2 separate regions of the Callithrix jacchus genome follow, and region 1 is linked to region 2. The links are chromatin contacts, called in public Hi-C maps. All regions are on one chromosome and are shown on one strand. The core of a region is the stretch at or near the end of the contact, and the rest is flanking DNA. Distances in the headings are between cores, read along the strand shown. Region 1 holds the start of HORMAD2 (HORMA domain containing 2). Region 2 overlaps NF2 (NF2, moesin-ezrin-radixin like (MERLIN) tumor suppressor).

Region 1 (3,519 bases), core at 601-3,100, 440 kb before region 2:
CTATAAAGGAAGGTGAGGCTAAGCGAGGGAACTTGGTTTGCTAAAGTCCACCCAGTTACTTAGACCTTCCAACAGAGCTTGCTTCAATAAATTATTCACCATTTTAACAAATTCCATTTGGCCCTGGTAATTCCCCTACCTGTGTTCATTCAGAGTAAATGGTTTCCACTATATTAATTGAGTATTTGTTCATGCTTTTTTGACTTGTTAATATCATTTTCATGCTATTTCAATTCATTCATTCAACATCTACGAGGCAACTACGATGTGCCAGGCAATGTGCAGGATTACAAGATGTAAAATACTGTTCCTACCTCAACAGATTGATGATCCAATGGAGGAGAAATTAGATTATGATCCTGATGAGATTAAAAACCCCTTTAGGGCCAGAACCACCCCTCATTTCTACCAGCTGAGTACACGATGTACTGCACAGCCTGTCCAGTGCTCTGCGCACTGGGAAATATTTTGGTGATTGGCTAATCTTGAGGTTCAAGACACTCTCACCCTCTGAACTGTTTAGAGAACTGAAGTCCACAGAGATTAATTGGCAAATCCTCACTAAATTGAAAGGGGAACTGAGGTCAAGGTGGGTGGGGTGGCTCGTCCCCACCTCTCTCACCTCTTGGCCTGTACCAGGTATTGATCCTGGCAGAAAAACCTCAATAGCTGGGGAGAATCAGACCCAGGTAAGATAAAACCCAAAAGCTCCACCACACAAGGCCCCCTCCAATGCAGGGCATAGACTTCATCTGCCCCATCAGCCTCATCATGGCTCATTATGGCCCATTATGGCTGCTGCTTCCTCAGCAAGTTTGATGATTTCATGTCCAGAAAAATCTGATTTTTTTTTTTTTTTTTTGAGACAGAGTCTCATTTTGTAACCCAGGACGGAGTACTGTGGTGCGATCTCGGCTCACTGCAACCTCTGCCTTCCAGGTCCTGGTTCAAGCAATTCTCCTGCCTCAGCCTCCCCAGTAGGTGGGATTACAGGCACCAGCCACCAGGCCCGGCTAATTTTTGTATTTTTAGTAGAGACAGAATTTCACCATGTTGGCCAGACTGGTCTTGAACTCCTGACCTCGTGATCCGCCTGCCTCAGCATCCCAAAGTGCTGGGATTACAAGCATGAGCCAACGTGCCCGGCCTAAACAATCTGAATTTCAAAGCTACTTGGGTGCTCTCTGTCCGGTTCTGGGGAAATCGCCTCAATTTTGCCTTCCTCCTCAGCCTTCTGCCCTCCCGCTTCTCTTCACAGTACCTTTGGCCCCCACGAAAAATACTTTCAAATCTAACTTAAAGCCTTAAGCAATAAGAAAAGAAAAAAAAAAGTTTAACATAAAGACAGAACTAACAACGCACAAATGCCCTCTCCGGCCGGAGACCTCGCGTCAGAACCGCCCTCACCTCAGCTTGTCGACGCCTCCCTCCCACCTGCAGTCAACGGCCTTTTCCGGCCCAAACCCGCGCCTCGCCTCATGAATAGTCAACGAGGACTTTCTGGGCGGGACCAGAGGCTTCCTCATAAATAATTCATGACCCGGCCCTGGCTCGCCAGGGCGACCGGCCTTGCTAGACTTCATGAATATGCAAAGCAGGGGCAAGCGGCAGCTAACCTGCCCCGCTGGCCCGCCGGGCCCCTCAGCTGCAGCCTCTCAGGAGGGGGCTGCACGAGGACCTGATGCGGCTATCGGTCGGCGGCCGCCCTCCTGGGCCACCTGTACAGCGATAGCCTGCTCCAGAGCTTCCTGAGGAGGCGCCTGCCCGCCAAGGTTAGGACCCGAGGGACCGTGGGGCTCGGGCGGGCCAGGACGCCAGGCCGGCGGGTCCCAGAGAGACCTGAGGCCGGCGCGGGGCGGCGTGGGGGAGGGGAGCGAAAGCCTCTGGGGCCCAGGGAGCCGAGTTAGAAGAAGGCCCGAGGAGCGCGGCGCGTTGGTGCCGCCTGGGATCCCAGCACTTTGGGAGGCTGAGGTGGGCGAATCACTTGAGGTCAGGAGTTGGAGACCAGCCTGGCCAACATGGCGAAACCCCCGTCTCTACTAAAAATACAAAATTTAGCCGGGCGTGGTGGCGCGCGCCTGTAGTCCCAGCTACTTGGGAGGCTGAGGCAGGAGAATCGCTTGAATCCGGGAGGCGGAGGTTGCAGTGAGCCAAGTTGGTGCCACTGCACTCCAGCCTGGGTGACAGAGCGGGACTCTGTCTCAATTTTTTACAAGTACAGAAATTAGTTGGGCCATCATGGCGCGCGCCTGTAGTTCCAGCTACTAGAGAGACTGAAGTGGGAAGGTGGCTTGAGCCCGGGAGTTTGAGGTTGTAGTGAGCGGCGATGGCGCCATTGCACTCCAGCCTGGGCGACAGAGGGAGACCCTGTCTCAAGAATAGAAAAAAAGAAAAGAAAGGAAAAAGACAGAAGGCCAGAGCTTTCCAATACTTGAGGGCATCCGCAACCTCCTCACTCTACCCTGGACCTGCCTTTGTATTCTTTGTAACATTAATTTGTAATTAGGCAAATTATGCAAATAAAACATGAATATGTTCTCCTTTGTGCTCTACTCCTAATCTCCGTCTTTTCTGCCCTGGTAACTAGGAGTAGTTGGGGGTGTGGCTCCTTGGATCCTTTCCCACCTGTTTAGGTTATTTCGTATCCTGTGGAGTTTTCCAAAGGTTCCTGGAGTCCCATGAACCTCCCCAATGGGATTTCCCAAGAGAGTAGATGCTAGAGTGAGCCACTTAAAACCTGCTCTTATTTTGTTTCTGCAGCAAGGGTAAAAAAACGATTCAAGCTGGCAAGAACATGAGCTTAGAACATAATGACTAAAACTGAAATTTGGGCTGAAATATTTCTTTAGTGCAAGTTTTCTCAACCCCCCCCCCCACCATCATAACAACAAAAATGTCTCTAGACTTTGCCAAATGTCCCATGGGGGGGGTTGCAAAATTGCCCTCTGTTGAAAACTACTGCATTCACCCTATACTTTCAGGAAGTAACTGCTTTTTAAGCTCCAATGACACAGATGGTTTGTCTGTACCAGCCCTTCTCAGCCTCCGCATTTACCAGCCTTTCTGGCTGGATCACTAAGCCCTCTTTGCTGGCTGTTCCAATTTTCTTCCTGTCTTCAGGTCTGAGCTCAGTCAACTACCACCATATCCAAAGACTTTCCCCTCTCTGCCCTATACTAATGGGAGTCAGCCACCAGCAAACAGTTATTTGTTACTCTGTTTCTTTCATAGAATTTCTCTCAATCTAGGTTTCTTTTTCTTTTTTTTCTTTTTTTTTTTGAGACAGAGTCTTGCTGTGTTACCCAGGCTGGAGTGCGGGTTACTGCAACCTCTACCTCCCATGCTCAAGCGATTCTCCTGCCTCAGCCACCTGAGTAGGTGGGGTAACAGGTGTGCACCATCATGCCCAGCTGATTTTTGTGTTTTTCGTAGAGACAGGGTTTCACCATGTTGGCCAGGCTGGTCTTGAACTCCTGACCTGAAGGGATCCACCCACCTCAGCCTCCCAAAGTGCTGGGA
Region 2 (3,054 bases), core at 37-2,536:
CTGTGTCTACATCATTCCAACAGCTGAAATACTGTAATGAATACATTTGTGCATAATTACATTCCATGTGTTAATGAGCTCAATTTGCTTTCCCCTCCACACTTCTAAAGTTCCTTTCTGTTTCAGAAAGGTTGTGGAAGAAAACAAGTTAAATATAACAGAAGGAACCAGTATAACTTAATGAAAAACTTAGACAAAGACGATCATATAAAGGAAATTAGCCTTTAGTGAAAGGCAGTGCTTGCTACCCAAAGAGTTCCCTCATGCCAGACAGTGAAAGGCAAGGCAATGTGCTAACTTAGGCAGCCTGGACACCAGGGCTCCCATCCCAGCTCTACCCATTCTGTTTGGCCTGAAATACTCTCCATCGAGGAGGAGGCTATAAATTTCACAAAAATAGACTTAACTAAAAGTACTGAGTTTGGACAAATCACAAATCCTTTCTGAGCCTTAAATTCTTCATCTGCAAAACAGGCATAATACTCTCAAGCCTTAGTTTCCGGAAAGATCACACTGAGTTTCATACAAAATATTCATTTGTATTGCTTTGCTAAACTATAAAACACTATGGGCATGTAAGATCTTATTAATAATTTTTTTTTTTTTTTTTTTGAGACAGTTTTCGCTCTTGTTACCCAGGCTGGAGTGCAATGGTGCGATCTCGGCTCACCACAACCTCCGCCTCCTGGGTTCAGGCAATTCTCCTGCCTCAGCCTCCTGAGTAGCTGGGATTACAGGCACGTGCCACCATGCCCAGCTAATTTTTTTGTATTTTTGGTAGAGACGGGGTTTCACCATGTTGACCAGGATGGTCTCAATCTCTTGACCTCGTGATCCACCCGCCTCAGCCTCCCAAAGTGCTGGGATTACAGGCATGAGCCACCGTGCCCGGCCTAGATCTTATTAATAATTAATCAGATATCCTTTTAATATTAACCAGCAGCCCTAGAAACTGGAAGCATGTCAGAGTAAGCCTTAGTTCCCCAAACGAAGACTTTAAGCCATAGATTACCTTTATTTGTAAGATCCTTAAAATTTACACCAGAAAAAAGTTAGAACATCCTCCTCCATGTGAGCCACATATGTTGTCTGTGAATCACTTTCATCTCTAAATTAGTAGCATCCAAATTAGCAGGGCTTTCCTACAGTGAAATCTGTTTAAGCAAACATCTGCTGGTTCCCTGAAAAGTGATTTTTTTTTCTACAGGTGGCCTTTGAATTTGTGGCCCAAAATCCATGGAAAGAAAATGTAGCCTTTGAGATGTAAGCCCTTCAAAGAGAGGTAGTGTCCTTGAGAGCCTGGGTCTCCCCTCACCGGGGAGAAATCGTGCGAAAAGAAACCAGGAAGTGTTCGGATTTAATCAAAGTGCCAGTGACCGCTTCATCACTGTGAGGGCGATACTGATTGAAAGGACATATTTTTCCTGTTACTAAAATTCTTGATCAAAGCATAAAAGGAAGCATATGTTTTAGTTGAATGAAGGCCCATTTTCTTTCTGTTTTCTCAATTACTCACTTTTCAGGGAAGTAGAATATTGGACACACAAAATGCAATCCCAAAGCCATGAATTCTGCCCTTCTGTCCTTAGCTTTACCCAAGATTTTGTGAATGTTGGGCAAATCACTGAGAGCAGATACTTGCTTTAGTGCCTGCAACTAAGAGACCCTTAACAACTCCCACTGTTCCTCCCACCCCAGGCCTAGTGAATACTCAGCAAATGTTACATGAGCCATCAAATGATTAAATTGACTCTGGTGCCTCTACTGGCCTGACCAGCATGTATAGCCCTTTTTACCCTGCAAATGACACAGCTCCTTCCTAGCTTTGATCTGAAATTGCATTAAGCTACCCCAAAATTAAGCTGAGTATTTTATTAATTTTCCTGACCTTATAGGGAAATGGCTTCATGAACACCTATAATTAAAAAGAAAAATAAGTGAAAAGATTATGTTTTAAAATCACACAAGACCAGGCATCGTGGCTCACACCTGTCATACCAGCACTTTCGAAGGTCGAAGGGGAAGGATCACTTAAGCTCAGGAGTTTGAGATCAGCCTGGGCAACATAGTGAGACCTTGTCTCTATAAGAATAGAAATAAAAAATAAATAAAATAAAATCACAGAAGTAATCAAAGTGTCCCAATTCTGGGGACAACATCTTGTGTTCTGGTGAAAAGCAGGGAGCAGGGGAACCAAGATAAGGTGATATATGACTGAAGTAAGAAATCTGAGGGACATGAAACATCCTGGCTGACCCTCTCATTGGTCTTGTTTTAAAAAAAAAAAGGTCTCTAGTGATTTAACGGAAGTAAACGATTTTGAGCTAACCAGACAGCTCAACTGGGCTCGGTAGGCCACAGCACCACAGTGCTCAGTCACATGGACAGCTAGCATATCAGGCAGGGGCAGATGAGACAGCGCATTCTCTGAGGGTATAGTGTAGTGTCCACACACAGGGTAGCTGGTTCTCAAATTAGTTTGGATGAGGACCTGGGCCTTTCTGACCAAAAGGTCATGTCTGGCTAATATTGGAGACTATAAATTCATTTTTCCTGGCTAATAAAAAGGTTGTACCACCTGGTTGAGTTTATGGTTTAAAAAAAAAAGAAAAAAGGTTTGTCCAGTAAATGTCATAAACCACATATGCATAATGAGATTACATAGAAAATTCATCTGTCTGAATAAATTTCCTTAGAATGAATTCTAATTAACTAGAATGATACTTACAATTTGTGCACAGGACACATACACACACACGCACGCACGCACGCACACACACACACACGATTATATAAACACTGGAACAGCGACAGTGGTTCTCCCAAGTCCACAAATACCATAACATCTCACTTTCTGGGACAAGTCTCTCTGAAGTACAGAAAACCCAAAGAAAGAGAAGATAGGAGTGATCCCATGACCTAAATTAACCCCCAGGAAGAATACATTTCTCTTCTTTGAGCCTACCTTGGCCTGGACGGCGTAAGAAGCCAGGAGCACAGAAGCCTCAGGAGGGCAGTAGATCTTTTCATCTAAAATCTGCTTCTTTACCTGAA

The links. Hi-C and Micro-C count contacts between places; a contact is called where the count stands out from the background.
Region 1: a Hi-C map of induced pluripotent stem cells shows a contact between it and region 2, with 2.0 times the contacts expected there. The contact joins the promoter of HORMAD2 here to the enhancer-like site in region 2. A contact is called at or near these places in 3 of 3 Hi-C or Micro-C datasets (induced pluripotent stem cells and skeletal muscle).

What each region holds. Positions count from the first base shown.
Region 1 is chr1:200,677,973-200,681,491 of calJac240_pri, reverse strand. HORMAD2 (HORMA domain containing 2) reads right to left here and starts at 1,850. Exons shown (of 11, transcript XM_054239940.2): 1 at 1,617-1,850. LOC128928810 (a long non-coding RNA gene) reads left to right here and starts at 1,582. Exons shown (of 7, transcript XR_013522341.1): 1 at 1,582-1,772.
Region 2 is chr1:200,239,958-200,243,011 of calJac240_pri, reverse strand. It overlaps NF2 (NF2, moesin-ezrin-radixin like (MERLIN) tumor suppressor), which reads right to left. Exons shown (of 14, transcript XM_078337775.1): 3 at 2,966-3,049. Among named protein-coding and RNA genes, the nearest start is that of NF2, 48 kb to the right of the region's middle. Within about 2 kb of position 1,286, at least 4 of the 16 cell types and tissues checked have an H3K27ac peak or open chromatin away from gene starts, as enhancers often do.